Regions from separate parts of the Mus musculus genome. Here all the other regions are linked to region 5. A link is a contact called in public HiCAR-type, HiChIP or PLAC-seq and capture Hi-C data. All regions are on one chromosome and are shown on one strand. Each heading gives the region's core, a stretch centred on a gene start, on an enhancer-like site or on the middle of the called end of the contact. The rest is flanking DNA. Distances are from core to core; before and after follow the strand shown.

Region 1 (2,700 bases), core at 103-2,602, 850 kb before region 5:
CTAGGGGATCAGATTATCTGCACTGCAGCCTTAGGTCCTTCATGACTTGAGTGTGTCTTGCAAAGTCATGACAAGTGTCAGTTTTAAAGACTCAATTTCATCAGGTGGGCATGAAAAACACTCTCTCCAAACCCTTGTCTCACTAGTTTCCAGTTTCAGTAACTTTTCTGAAAGCCTGGTCAGTTACATGAGGGTCAATCAGAAGGAAAATTGAACATTTTCTTTTTTATGTAAACTGAGTAAAATTTCTAGAAAGCCTGAATTCTTCATTAATGCCAGTGTTTTAAGTCATCTTTTTGTTCTTACAATTTTAAGGGCCTTGAGTAGAAATTTCATATGATTAAGCATTGTAAACCATTTAGTTATGTAAATATCTCTAAAATCCACACACTTCACTTCTGTATTCAAGCTTGTTCTATAACATCTTGCTGGGGTTTACACTAATTGTCATTGTAACTTTACAGAGAAGCAAAATTGCTAAATGCAAAAGTGGTCTGTTATTTCCTTTTTTTTATTACGTGTTTTCCTCAATTACATTTCCAATGCTATCCCAAAAGTCCCCCACACCCTCCCCCCCCAACTCCCCTACCCACCCATTCCCATTTTTTGGCCCTGGCGTTCCCCTGTACTGGGGCATATAAAGTTTGCCTATCCAATGGGCATCTCTTTCCAGTGATGGCTGACTAGGCCATCTTTTGATACATATGTTATTTCCTTAATCTGACCTACTATAAATCTTATAATAAATATCAAAAGTATTTAAGAGATATTTAATGCAAATCAATACAAATTTTAAGTAGTTTTTAAATAAACAGGTGGATGGATTCTTTTATTTCATGGCTTCTGATAAGTGAACTTAGGTAAGATTTTCAGTATTTGCTTATGCTGTTTCTGTATATCTGATATTTCCTAGGAAACAGTAACACCTGGGAGATGGACATAATTATATGAATTTCACCTATGACAATAACTGTACATAACATCTTTGTAAATATGCATATCCTTTTCCGTAAAGGACAAAGAATACATTTTCCCAAGCGAACTAGTGTTTTGGCTAACAATTCAAATGAAAGCCAGATCCTTTTGATTGGGCCACATTTCTCAAGTCAACTTCTTCTGTGAAATCAGCTCAGATTTTATGTGCTAAAAATGACATAACATGTACTCAATGAAAGATGTAGTAATTGACTGAAAGATAGGAGAGAACAGTAAGAAAATTACAATTTGGTAAAATAAAGTTTCCTATTACTATATAAACATTAGGTTTTACACTAAAGAAAAGCTGTATTTAGTAAGTCTATTACATAGCCATGTGGATTTGAGTCATTTCCTTTCCATTAAAGCAACCTAAACCATAACTTCCTCTCCTGGTGTATATTTTGCACCCACCAGCAGATTTCAGATCTCATTGCTACATGTCTTTGTTCCTCAAAAAGAAGAAGAAGAAAAAGTAGAAGGAGGGGGAGGAGGGAAAGGAGGACAAGGGGGAGGAGGAGAAGGAGGGGAGAATAAAAAAGAAAGGAAAAAGAAATGAGAGGAAGGAAGGAAGGAAGGAAGGAAGGAAGGAAGGAAGGAAGAGAAGAGAAGAGAAGAGATCTCAGGGTGTGTTTTTACTTTCAGAGGTAGAGGCATCCAAACTAATTCTAAGAATGAAACAAACTGAAAAGCAAGCAACCAAGGTCAGTCTGAAAGATTTCACTTTCAGAAATGGAATAATATCAAGGCTAAGCTCTATGGGTACCTTTAAAAAAGAGGTTAGAAAAAAAAAAAGGACTGTATTTAGCAAGGTGAAATGACTTGCATTTAATTGGGGATAACACACACACACACACACAGTCATGTTGAGATTTCTTTGTTCCAATTTCATTATGACACAAGATAATCTTGTATAATCTTTAAGAATATAGGTTACTTTGTAAGTGAAAGAAAACAGAAAAAGAGAACAAGAAAAGAAAACTATTATCATTGCTTTAAGTTCTAGACTCTTTTTCAGTCTTAACATGATTTCTTTTGTACAAATACTTATCACATTTTCTAATTCATTCCTTCACCTCCTGGCCTGGGAAAGAATGTGCTGGTAAGGTTCACAAAGCACACTATGATACCAGCTCTTGTAGGATCCTTTCATTTCCAAAGAATAGGAGGAAACTGAGTGAAGATTGGAAATATCAGATGGAGAAGGCCATAGTTTGAATTACCAGGTTTCAAGCAAAGCAAGAACAAACAATGTCTAGGGAGACAGCATCAGTAAGCTCAGGGTAGAATCCACCACATAGGGGGACTTGTGGAGTTCAGAACAATGCTTTACAATGAAAGAAGCAACTCTTAAATAAAGACAGAGTTCTGGGTGATCCTTGGTATACTAGAAACGTGCATTTTCTTCTTCTTCTTCTTCTTCTTCTTCTTCTTCTTCTTCTTCTTCTTCTTCTTCTTCTTCTTCTTCTTCTTCTTCTTCTTCCTCTTCTTCTTCTTCTTTCTTCTTCTTTCTTCTTCTTTCTTCTTCTTTCTTCTTTCTTCTTTCTTCTTTCTTCTTCTTTCTTCTTCTTCTTCTTTCTTCCCCTTCCCCTTTCCCCCTCGCCCCCCCTCCTCCTCCTCCTCCTCCTTCTTCTTCGACGTTGGGTGGAAAAATTTGATGATAGGAAAATGTCATAGGAGAAGACTGAAGAGAGAATACACAGAGGAACAAGACAAAGGTATAGG
Region 2 (2,700 bases), core at 96-2,595, 680 kb before region 5:
TGTGTCTGTGCCTGTGCCTGTGCCTGTGCCTGTGCCTGTGCCTGTGCCTGTGCCTGTGCCTGCCTGTGCCTGTGCCTGTGCCTGTGCCTGTGCCTGCCTGTGCCTGTGCCTGTGCCTGTGCCTGTCTCTGTCTCTGTCTCTGTCTGTCTCTGTCTCTCTGCCTCTCTCTGTCTCTCTGCCTCTCTGTCTCTCTGTCTCTCTGTCTCTGTCTGTCTCTCTCTCTCTGTCTCTCTCTCTCTGTCTCTGTCTCTGTATATTAGTGATGACTGGGGAAATGGGACAGGAGTTTTGGAGAGCAATCACAGCCATCTAGCCATCACTGTTCAGGCTGATGATTTGAATACCTGAGAGAGACACGAAATGATTAACACATAATACTATAGACGGTAATGGGTATACCACTTCCTGGAAAAGACATCATTCATAGGAAGTGACCACAAGTCTTTGTCAACTGATTCCCATCCCTGGAAATATCCAGTGAGTGAAGTTCCAAAGCCTTCAGAGTTTGGTCAGGCATGACAACTCTTTATTTGTTGCTCTTAACTCTTGTGATGGACACAAAATCCAAACAATAGATGTCTGTATGCATTAGATATTTTTGTTCACATGTGATGTAAACACTACCTTTATCATTTTAAATAAGGGAAATTAAGACTACAGCTTAGCAAGAAAAGACAATACCTTATCTAGCCTCCTGAAAGTTCAACAGTTTCATTACCATATCCCACTGTATCATAGCTATTAAAAAAAAAAACAAACAGAAAATACAGGCTTTTAATATTGTGGATAGGATTGTGAAATCACAAACACCCCAGTATGTGATGAGTGCTGTGTGTAACAAAGAGGCGCAGCCGCATTTCTTCACTTTCCATCCTCAGAACAGTCTTAAATTTTAGCCTTCTCTAGAAGGATCTCCCTGATCTTGGAAGAACAAATATTCTCCTGGATTAATTATCTCGGAGGAAACAGTTTTCCAAAGGGAGCCTATCATGGATTGATTTTCTATGTTAATGAGTTATTTATTTTCTCATATATTTCTAAGTCATCTCCGTAAACATCGCTTAGTTTGAAGAAATGAGGAGTTTTTGTTTATTGTAGAAAAGCACATTTTTAAATTACATGCATTTTTTCCCTTTTTGGGTGAGGCAAGAAGGAAAGAAGGAAAACCATAACTTGTTTACTGCAAAACAGAATGTTCGGTTAACTGCCCAAATCAGAACTTTCCCGTACTGACTTAGGAATGAGGGCTGATCAGTAATCTTCACCAAGTTCGGAGGGTTAGAGGTGACTCAGGCTCCATGAATGTGTTCTGGTCTTATTTAAAGAAAGGCCCCTGAGTCATGTGGAGTTGTGTCAAAATGTGTGGTATGTCATGTTATTTTAAAAAGACAGCTTGGGGAGAGGAAATTGAACTATCTTTTTTTTTTTTTCCAGGGAACTTTGCCCTCTTGTAGAAGTCATTTCCCACACATCTCACTTTCTTTGCAGTCAGGCTGTGGTGTATTTTTATCGTAGATATATCCCTAATGACTTCTCATGTCGAGCTTGTGTAGTGAACTATTTTTCATTAATATTTATCCTCAGCTGCTGTTAAATGCATTGCTTACAGCTGAATACATTTACCATCGATCTACTATCATTTGGATGTCTCATCCATCTGAAAGGATGGCTAAACACATATATTTGTTATTTTTAACAATAGGAAAAAATTCACAAACCTAAATGAGTTTCAGTTATCTTAGCTAAGTAAAATTTGAAAGTGTCAATCTTGTTTGTATTCAGAATTTTTAAGTACATGTAAAAATTTTTTAGAAATGTAAAAAAAAAATTAAATTAAAAAGTATAAATACCCAAAGGACTGCCAGGGGAGGAAAAGGCAGCTTTCTTTAGAGCTGTAATTTGTGGTTGGTTGACCATGCTTCTGTGCATGTCCCCACATACATGTGCATGTGGAGAGCACAAATTAAATTCAGTGGCTTATTTATATTTAAAAAAATAAGAAGACGAGGAAAATGAAGTTGCAAGGATGTCTGTGTGGATCCAGGAGTCTAATGGAGAAATGGGACAGAAACAATTCCACATGTATTAAATTCTTAAAGGGTAAATTAAAATATATAAAAATAGATGGGCAGAGGGGAGGTATAGGGGATTTTGGGATATCATTTGAAATGTAAATGAAAGAAAATATCTAATAAAAAATTTAAAAAATAAATATGTAAATTTTAAAAGTGTAAAAAGTACTTTGATGAATAAAATTATACTTAGTTATGATGAACTGTAACTTTAGGGTTCATGATCAAGTATGAAATCTTGAATAAGGGCTTGTCCAAGTATGTGAGCTGATTTGTTATTATAAATCCACTTTTGCTTTTGAGAGTCTTTCTCTATACAACAGGAATAGTATACATTTCAACTCCAGTTTGGGTAAATTGCTTCTGGGTCTATTATTCGGTTCAATCAACCAAATACTAATTAAAGCCATCCCATTTCCAAATCTAAAACACTGAGTCAGGAAACATATCCCTATGTTCAGCTTGACATGCTCCATTTCTTGCTTATTTTCAGTCTCAATACAATGCCCTAAAGATACACTGCCATTTTACCCCTATTTTTGCTGATGAAAACTGGCCAGACATGCAACTGCTTGGGTGTGAATCAGTCTACCACAATTTGAGAATTGAGTCTAACTACAGATTTCAA
Region 3 (2,700 bases), core at 98-2,597, 890 kb before region 5:
GTGCGCACCTGTCTCTTTGTCAGTTCTCCAAGCAGTTTTCTGTTTTTTTTCCTAAAAAGTTCTCTGAATAGCTCACCTCCTGCAGAACACAGGTCTTGTCTTTTATTTTACATTATCAACCCAGTCATTTACTCCAGGTTTACTTTAGATTATTCTATGAATCAGCATCTGGATTCAGAAGTGAAAGCAAGCAAACATTTTTTTTTTCCAAAGGCTGCAAAAGAATTCAAAGATCAGTCTTCCTTTGTTAAACACAAAGGATTAAGTAGTTGGGTGGGTCTCTTCCCTGAAATTACCATTTCTACCACACCTGGGCCTCACCTTTATGTGTCCCAGGCTGACCTTGAATTCAATCTGCCTGCCTTTGTATCTTTCTGACAAGCTGGCTCCTAGTGCAGCTGCCTTTGTTCCTTTAGATTCATGAAGCCCCTCATAATTCATATTGCATTCTTATATTTTGCATAGTTGAGAAATTATATATTTTCAAACTCCGGTATCTAGAGCTCTTTCCCATAGCCTTAAGGGTTGTCTTGAAGGTCCCAGACTTCACCATTTTGCTGAGACTTTAGCCACACCTTCACCTCCTGGTCTCCTGTTGGCTGATCATCAAGGAGTCATTAAAATTAACACAGAGGACATTTCTTGGAGGAATGTGAAATATGTAAATTATTACACAAACAAGCCTTATGCCCACAGTGCCCATCTAGATTCCAGGAGGCTTATACCGGGGCGCTGTCCTGGGGCAGGAACGATGTCACCATGTCACTTTGTCCCCACCAGGGCCATGCTGGACTCTGCACCTTGTGGTCCATGTGTGTATGCTAATACTGTGCGGAAAATGTCCACCATAGCTTTAGTCCTGCGAATATTTTCAGCCTGAAGACCGCTCCTCTACAGAGATCGCTACTACTGAGCTTAGGTAAACCTCTCTCCTCATGTCAGCTGGACACCATCAACTCTGCCTCATTACTTTTCTGTACAGAAATAAATCTATCACCTTGATCAGTTGTATGCAGTCAACTGGTTGTCTTACTGTTCTACTTTACACATGCTGTGCTTGTGGGGTATGGGGGTTTCTCAGAGAGCCTGCTCTATAGGATCCCAGCTTTCTGTTCAAACACCTGTCTTCTCTCATTTCTTCATTACCACAATCAGGTTCGTACTTGGAGTCATACACAGAAGCAGCACTTGGTCTTTGAATTTCAACAATCATAGTGTAGTGCTTGTCTCAACTAGAATATTATAAACAGAGCTCAGAAGTCAATGGTTATAGCACCCTGAACACATCTGGCCTGAAAGTTATGCAGTATTTGGCCTGGTTAGTTCCTGGGAGGTGTTTCGTTTTACCTTGAGGTCCTAAGCCCTGACTCATAGAACTGGAAAGTTTACAAGCCGATCATAAGTGCTTAATGTGTGTCTGCGTGAGCGAAAGTCTCTTCCTGTAAAATCATTTACCAAGGTCTATAAACTGGTTTCTGTGACAGTCAAGTTTCATTTTAATTACTCCCATGCTTGTTTATGCTTTGATGATATTGTTGATTTCTTAATCCACTGGGTCAGAATTTTGCATAATTTGTAATTCGCACTTCATTTCATATTTGTATGTTCTTCCTCCTAATTAAAAGAATGAACATTGAAGAAAAATACCTGGAGGTAATAATAAGAAAACATCCATGGAAACAAGGAACTTAAATGAGACTGTTTGAGGCACTAGAACAAGCAGGAAGTAAAGAATGTTAGTAATTAGCTGAGTGATAAAGTCTCTCATTGCTGCTTTGCCCATTGTCCTTTGCTACACAGGAGGAACTGCTGATAATTGGTAAGCAGCCTTTGTAGACTGCAGAGTACCTAGTTTGCATATAGTTATATACTAATACTCCAATGGGGTCTAAAAAGAACCCAAAGCTCAGATTGGGTTATTTTGACAACATAAACTTCTTACAGTTCTAGATGCTGGAAGTACCACATTATCTATGAGCAAGGACCCTTTTTGGATATGCCCATTGCAATCTTTTCCTTCTATTCTTACCTGATCATCCCTCTATGTACAACTTTTTCCTAACATCCTTTTAATAAAGGCACTAGGTGTATTGGCTTAGGGTCCCACTCTAATGCCTTTTTAAAAATCTTCATTAGCTCTCTGGGTCCACATTAAGTCATGCTCTGATATACTAAGAATTAAATCTTCAACCTAGAACTACACAAGAATACTAGCCAGACCAGAGCAGTCTATTATTACATTGTATATAATTTATATTATAAAGTACTAAGATACATAATATTATCCCCATTTTACTGACATGTAAATTCCGAGTTATAAATTGATAGCTTAGGGGCATAGAATTCAGTGAAATGAAATCAGTCATAAGTGGTGTCATCGTCATCTTCCTAAGTTTTACCTGATCCATCATCTCCCTTATATCAGAGAAAAATAATGTGTGCTTAATATCTTCTTATGCAGAACAATGATAAATATAAACTTAAATTTTATTGGTGTGTGTGTGTGTGTGTGTGTGTGTGTGAGAGAGAGAGAGAGAGAGAGAGAGAGAGAGAGAGAGAGAGAGAGAGAGAACACACGCGTAGGGATCAAGGGACGGTTTTTAAAAGTCAATCATATCCTTGCATGTTGGGTCCTGAGGGTTGAACTGAGATCATCAGCATTGGCTTCTGGCGTCTTTAATTGCTGAGCTATTCCTGGAA
Region 4 (2,700 bases), core at 118-2,617, 770 kb before region 5:
TACAGTGTATCCTACATTGTACAACTGAGGTAAAAGAGGCATCAGTATTGATTCAGAGGAACTCCATATGGTATGTGAATTTAAAAATAATTTAGAAGAGATGGCAAGGCATTTTATTTTTAAGTGGATTATAAACAGACAACACACATGAAACCTGATAGTGGTGTTGGGCTTTAGGAAGGCTTGGTGCTTTGTCCTTCATGGTTGTAGAGGGTGTCTCATAAATTCACAAGTTGCATTAATTTAATTTGAATATATGGAGTGTGGAAGGAAGGGCATCGCCCTGATGCTGTGCACGCTTCACACACACTTATGCTCCTCAGGGGTGTGGCTTACGTATTTAGTTTAATTAACTCTGCACTTAATTGCTGAATCTCAGACCTATCATATCATATACATCCTTTTATTTTGGCAACTTAGTGCCAGAACTTGAGGAAAATTAGTTCTATTGTGCCAGAGGTTGTTGGTTTTTGTTGATTTGTTTTATCTGATTTTGATTTTACATTCAGTCTAACTTGCCTTCTTAAGTCTTGAGTATTTCCTGTATTCTACAGATCAATTAGTATTTATGAGCAACTTTGTGCTGTATAAAACTATTGTGGGTGGATATAAATTCCACATTATGCTTAGAACCTCATCTTCATAGTATTTTACAGGTATTTTGAAATCATTTATATCTTTCAAAATAAAATATATCTGAACAGAAGGTTAGACTAGTCTGCAAAATTTATAAGCAGCAGTAAATAAAATACATTTTTCTTTACTCTTTGAACAAGAATTGCATAAGACCAGATGCCCAAGAGAATAAAAGTGGAGAACTAGCAACCAAGCTGACCTTAGTTTTATGCTAAGTATATGGGTAATCTTATCCCAAACTTACAGCAAAGTATGGGTCTGGTAGAAGGGAAGCCCAGAGTGGGTAGTCTGTGAGCCCACAAACCTGAAATAAAGTAGCAAAGCCAATGGAAGGGCAAATCCATACACACAATCCCATGAAATGTGAAGCCTAAGAAAAATACTTTATTCCTAGATTGGACAAAATTATCCAAGACATTCAGCAGGAGAGATTTCATGGACAACAAGAAATGATCAACTTAAAAGTCTTTATTTTTAGCTAACTCTTAGCAGGTACCATGGCTACAGGCTGTCAAGGAATCAGGGGAGAGTAGTGTTTTGAAAGAGAGGAAGCTCCACCTTTGGAGTTTCTACTCACTTATTGTCTAAAATTAGCAACAATTTAATGTAGCTTTCTGTTTTGGGAGTTATGCACAACGGTTTTTTTGGGAATGCTGAATTAAAAGCAGATGGGCTCCCTATTCAACTTTCTTCCCTTTCCTGTTATTCTGAAAACAATTCCAGATCATGGGAGTCCCTGAGAAGAGACAGTTTCACAGCTCTGCTGGGATTGCATCATCGGATTCTAATACTCTGAATATAGCCACTGTAAAAGACTGTTTTGTACTAAGTAACATCACTAATTTTATTTTCAAGTAACACTCTCTATTATTAAGTTTACTCAAGTTTGAGCCAAAAACTGGATGAGCAGCAAGTAGAGGGATGAGGAGTCTATTTACCTCATAGGTTATGGGGTACAATCCCTCATGGGGTAGGGTTGTGGGTAGATGCTTGCTCACGTTTAATACATAGGAAGCACAGGAATACACGAAGTGGAGCTGAGATATAAACCAAGGCCAAGCTCTCTAGAAATCTACGTCCTGTCACTAGGTACCACTCCCTAGAGAATCCACACCTCAAAAGTAGATCTACAACCTCAGGACCAAATACCAAACATAGAAGCCTGCGGGAGATGTTTTATTTCCAAATCACAAAACATCTAAGCAAACCATTGTACATCTGCTTTTCTCTTGAATTTTGTATATTCTGGATATAAGAATATATTAAAGCTGGACTTAAAATAATTTTAGTCAAAGATGAGTTTTAAGTAATAGTGGATAAAAGTATGCTTTTGATTCGCGACTAAAATTTCTACAATTTCACTTGAGATTTTTTTTTCCAATATGAGTCTTTTATAATTTGCCTCTGAGACTGGAATGGGCTGTTCTACCAATCCAACCTTCTTTTCTATCACAATTCAAAGCCAGCGTAATAATTCAGATATTTTATTATATAAATCGAATAGAAAAGAGACCAAGATAGGATCAAGCTTTCTATTGTAGTGCACTTACACACAGATAGTTAAGTATTAAGATGGATTTATTCATTATCCCTTTTAATAACTTTGTTCCTAAAGAAACAAATTAGTATATGTCATCTCCATATGCATGAATAGCAACTGCCATGTTGCAGACAAATGATTGACATTTAAGATGGCTGCCCTGGTTGTCACACTGATGACAATAGATTGTTACTGACATCATACAATTAGGGAGGAACAGAATGGTTATAAACTCATGATGATATTGTCACAGTTTTCATTCAAGGCTTGTTAAGTGGCCATAGATATAAAGCTGTATTAGAAACTAGGAGCTTTTCAAATAAAATCATTCCTTTTCTATGTTTTCTGAGTGGATCCTTTTATTGACTGAGTGAAGTTATAGACTCAATCCAGAAAAAAAATGTTGTTTTCAAAGAAATAGATAATCATTAGTAGATACCATTTCTCATAGGTGACAAAGGTACAATACCACTCCATGTGACTAAGAGCATCTCTTGGAGATGACAAATATGATTGCATTTATG
Region 5 (2,700 bases), core at 5-2,504:
ATAAGCACATTGGTTGTTTCCAAGCGGGATGTTATCCATTCTTAGGGACTCCTCCTACCTCTTTTTGTAGTGTTTGTTTTTCCAGACGTTTGTTTGTTTGTTCACTGGTTTGATTTCATTTTGGCTAGAATTATTTAACTGAAGAAATAAAATCTGGTCAGGAAAATGGGAGGAGGGGGGAGAACACGTAAAATACATTATTACATTTTTGAAGGTTCCCCTTCCTTATTGTTGAGAAATTAGACATGTCTATTTCCTGTTGGAGAACTTAAAATGTTTTCTCAAACATGAGTAAATCTGCCCAATAAAAACATTTTTACATTAACTCTGATATTTAGACACCCTTAAGCATTATTTTATGATTTCTTCCTGAAGGCATAAAACCTCTTTGCTAGGCTCTGGAATCAATAAACAACAAGTGTCAGGAAGACACACTCTTGACTCAAACCCAGCAATTTTGTTGTTGTCCTCTCCCTCTCCCTCTCCCCTCTCCCCTCTCCCCTCTTCTTCTCCCCTCTTCTTCTCCCGTCTTCTTCTCCCCTCTTCTTCTCCCCTCTTCTCCCCTCTTCTCCCCTCTTCTCCCCTCTTCTCCCCTCTTCTCCCCTCTTCTCCCCTCTTCCCTCTCCCTCTCCCTCTCCCTCTCCCTCTCCCTCTCCCTCTCGCTCGCTCGGCTGGGATTTTTTTTTTTTTTTGAGTTTCCCGTCGGTGAGTCATATTGTACTCTAACTTCCCCTTGGAACCATATGGGGCAATAATAAAGTGCTCCTCAGTACACAGCTATGCAGTGTTCCTTAACTGACTAAGGGGAACACTATGAACGCCTATCGTTGTCATAGATGGACATTCAGCCAAACAAAGCGACACGGGAATGGAAGCGAGTAGGAACAATGGATAATGGGCACTTTTACAGCTTTAGGATTTTTATGGGAAAAATAAAAAAAGCAAAACAAGTCCAACATGACCTTTGATAAAAGCACAGGAAAGCAATATCCTTAGTCACTTCTATTAAAAGACGCTTACAGGACTAGGACAAAGCCACAGATGTCAGTTGCCAAAACGTGGGGGTTTGGGGTTTGTTTTGTTTTTTGCTTGTTTGTTTGTTTGTTTTTATTAATTTAAGGAAATTGTCTTTAGGATTAAATCTTGCACAGTGTAGCACTACTTACTGTTAAAACAATTAGGAACCTTTATCAGAAAACACTAGGGCTATGAGCAGGCAGTCCCTGTCCCGGGAATTGTGAAAATAGCTAAGGATTTAGCGCCATCTGCAGGAATCAGGAAATAAAACCTTTTGACCATGAAGTTCTCATTACTCGTGTCCACTAAAGTAGATTGTTTTTGTAGTTTTCAGCTGAAACCCTCCTACTCCTATATCTAAGATTCATAGGACGTCAACAATAATGACTGACCCTCAGTCCTAAAAATATTTACAGGCAAACATCACTAAATAAACCTCTGTGTGTGTGTGTGTGTGTGTGTGTGTGTGTGTGTGAATATGTGTAAAACAAAAGTAGTTAAAAGGGGTCATGAATTTGAGAAGGAGGGGGATTGGCAGGTGTAAACAGAAGGAAGGTGGGGAAATTATATAATTATATTTAGTTGAATTTAATGTTTTAAAATACTTTTTCTTGCTTTTTGCAAATGATGCCTTTGTCCAGGAAAGTTCAAGAAAAAAGGTACAGAGGGTAAGATAGATTTGACTCTGACTCATCCATAACTAAGGTACTGTTTGAATTAATTTTATTCCTGAGTTGCATTAGTCAGAGTTATCGCTTTTATGAAGAAACATCATGACCAAAGCAGCGTGGGAAGAAAAGGGTTTATTCAGCGTAGTCTTCCATATCATCTGTTCACCAGCGAAGGAAGCCAGGACAGGAACTCAAACAGGGCAGGAACCAGAGGCAGAAGCTGATGCAGAGGCCTTGGAGGAGTGATGCTTACTGGCTTGCTTCACATGGCTTGCTCAGCCTGAGTTCTTATAGCATGCAGACCCATCAGACCCTGGGTTGGTTCATCTCATAATTGGCTGGGCCCTACCTCATTGATCACTAATTAAGATGCAATGTTCTACAGGCTTGCATCCAACCTGATCTTAAAGAGACAGTTTTTTAATACATGTTTCCTCTTCCCAGATGACTTAAGCTTGTGTCAAGTTAACATAAAACTAGCCAACACCTACTTTAAAAAAAAATCTTTCATGTAAGGGTGGGTTGTGTGCACATGGGTGTGTATTAGTATGCATTTGTACATAGAAACTAGAATATGCCAGGTGCTGTGGAGAATTGCAGGCTGGTCTCCAGTTGAGCTGAGGTCTGAACCCCATTGGTCATAATTCACCTACTTAACACAGTAGGCGTTCCCTCATGCTCCTGGAACTCTGGCCCCTGCCTAAGGTACCACTTTCCACAGCTCCCTGCAAGAGAAGCATGGTCAGTAGTCACGTAAGCAGCGGCCCAAGCTTCTGACCTTCAGGCTAAACTCCTCCCCAGTTACCTAGCAACAGTGAAGACCATAAAAAGGGCTGTTCAGCCCCCATCTCTTACTCTTACTCCTTTGTTCCTTTACCTCTCACTTCTCTCACCCTCTCTCTCCCTTCTCTTTGTCTTCTATCCCTTCTCCTTTCTCTTTGTCTTCTTCTCTCCTCCCTCCTCTCTCTTTCTCTCTCTTTCTGGATAGCCTCTCCCCCTCTCCCTTCTCACT

Evidence for each region. HiCAR-type assays count read pairs that join an accessible place to other places. HiChIP or PLAC-seq counts read pairs in DNA pulled down with a chosen protein or histone mark. Capture Hi-C pulls out chosen DNA fragments and counts their contacts.
Region 1: a capture Hi-C map of bone marrow-derived macrophages shows a contact between it and region 5, with 13 times the contacts expected there. The contact joins two enhancer-like sites. A contact is called at or near these places in 2 of 484 Hi-C or Micro-C datasets (the HPC-5 cell line and bone marrow-derived macrophages) and 1 of 9 other capture datasets (bone marrow-derived macrophages).
Region 2: a contact with region 5 is called in an HNF4G HiChIP or PLAC-seq map of pancreatic cancer cells. The contact joins two enhancer-like sites. A contact is called at or near these places in 1 of 15 datasets of contacts at CTCF or cohesin (the NIH/3T3 cell line), 5 of 484 Hi-C or Micro-C datasets (adipose-derived mesenchymal stem cells, embryonic fibroblasts, reprogramming fibroblasts and 1 more) and 4 of 115 datasets of contacts at active chromatin or transcription factors (the NIH/3T3 cell line, cardiomyocytes, embryonic fibroblasts and 1 more).
Region 3: a FOXA1 HiChIP or PLAC-seq map of pancreatic cancer cells shows a contact between it and region 5. The contact joins two enhancer-like sites. A contact is called at or near these places in 1 of 484 Hi-C or Micro-C datasets (bone marrow-derived macrophages), 2 of 115 datasets of contacts at active chromatin or transcription factors (embryonic stem cells and pancreatic cancer cells) and 1 of 9 other capture datasets (embryonic stem cells).
Region 4: a HiCAR-type map of fibro-adipogenic progenitors shows a contact between it and region 5, with 5 times the contacts expected there. The contact joins two enhancer-like sites. A contact is called at or near these places in 6 of 484 Hi-C or Micro-C datasets (the C3H10T1/2 cell line, the HPC-5 cell line, adipose-derived mesenchymal stem cells and 3 more) and 2 of 115 datasets of contacts at active chromatin or transcription factors (cardiomyocytes and fibro-adipogenic progenitors).

The regions. Positions count from the first base shown.
Region 1 is chr13:5,510,648-5,513,347 of GRCm38.p6, reverse strand. No RefSeq gene overlaps it. Among named protein-coding and RNA genes, the nearest start is that of Gm40661, 41 kb to the left of the region's middle. Within about 2 kb of position 1,352, at least 44 of the 459 cell types and tissues checked have an H3K27ac peak or open chromatin away from gene starts, as enhancers often do. A contact at or near this core is called in bone marrow-derived macrophages, where this site is marked.
Region 2 is chr13:5,344,551-5,347,250 of GRCm38.p6, reverse strand. No RefSeq gene overlaps it. Among named protein-coding and RNA genes, the nearest start is that of Gm40659, 87 kb to the right of the region's middle. Within about 2 kb of position 1,345, at least 52 of the 459 cell types and tissues checked have an H3K27ac peak or open chromatin away from gene starts, as enhancers often do. A contact at or near this core is called in embryonic fibroblasts and pancreatic cancer cells, where this site is marked.
Region 3 is chr13:5,548,043-5,550,742 of GRCm38.p6, reverse strand. No RefSeq gene overlaps it. Among named protein-coding and RNA genes, the nearest start is that of Gm40661, 4.0 kb to the left of the region's middle. Within about 2 kb of position 1,347, at least 39 of the 459 cell types and tissues checked have an H3K27ac peak or open chromatin away from gene starts, as enhancers often do. A contact at or near this core is called in pancreatic cancer cells, where this site is marked.
Region 4 is chr13:5,434,983-5,437,682 of GRCm38.p6, reverse strand. No RefSeq gene overlaps it. Among named protein-coding and RNA genes, the nearest start is that of Gm40660, 19 kb to the left of the region's middle. Within about 2 kb of position 1,367, at least 11 of the 459 cell types and tissues checked have an H3K27ac peak or open chromatin away from gene starts, as enhancers often do. A contact at or near this core is called in fibro-adipogenic progenitors, where this site is marked.
Region 5 is chr13:4,661,080-4,663,779 of GRCm38.p6, reverse strand. No RefSeq gene overlaps it. Among named protein-coding and RNA genes, the nearest start is that of Akr1e1, 53 kb to the right of the region's middle. Within about 2 kb of position 1,254, at least 112 of the 459 cell types and tissues checked have an H3K27ac peak or open chromatin away from gene starts, as enhancers often do. A contact at or near this core is called in bone marrow-derived macrophages, embryonic fibroblasts, fibro-adipogenic progenitors and 1 more, where this site is marked.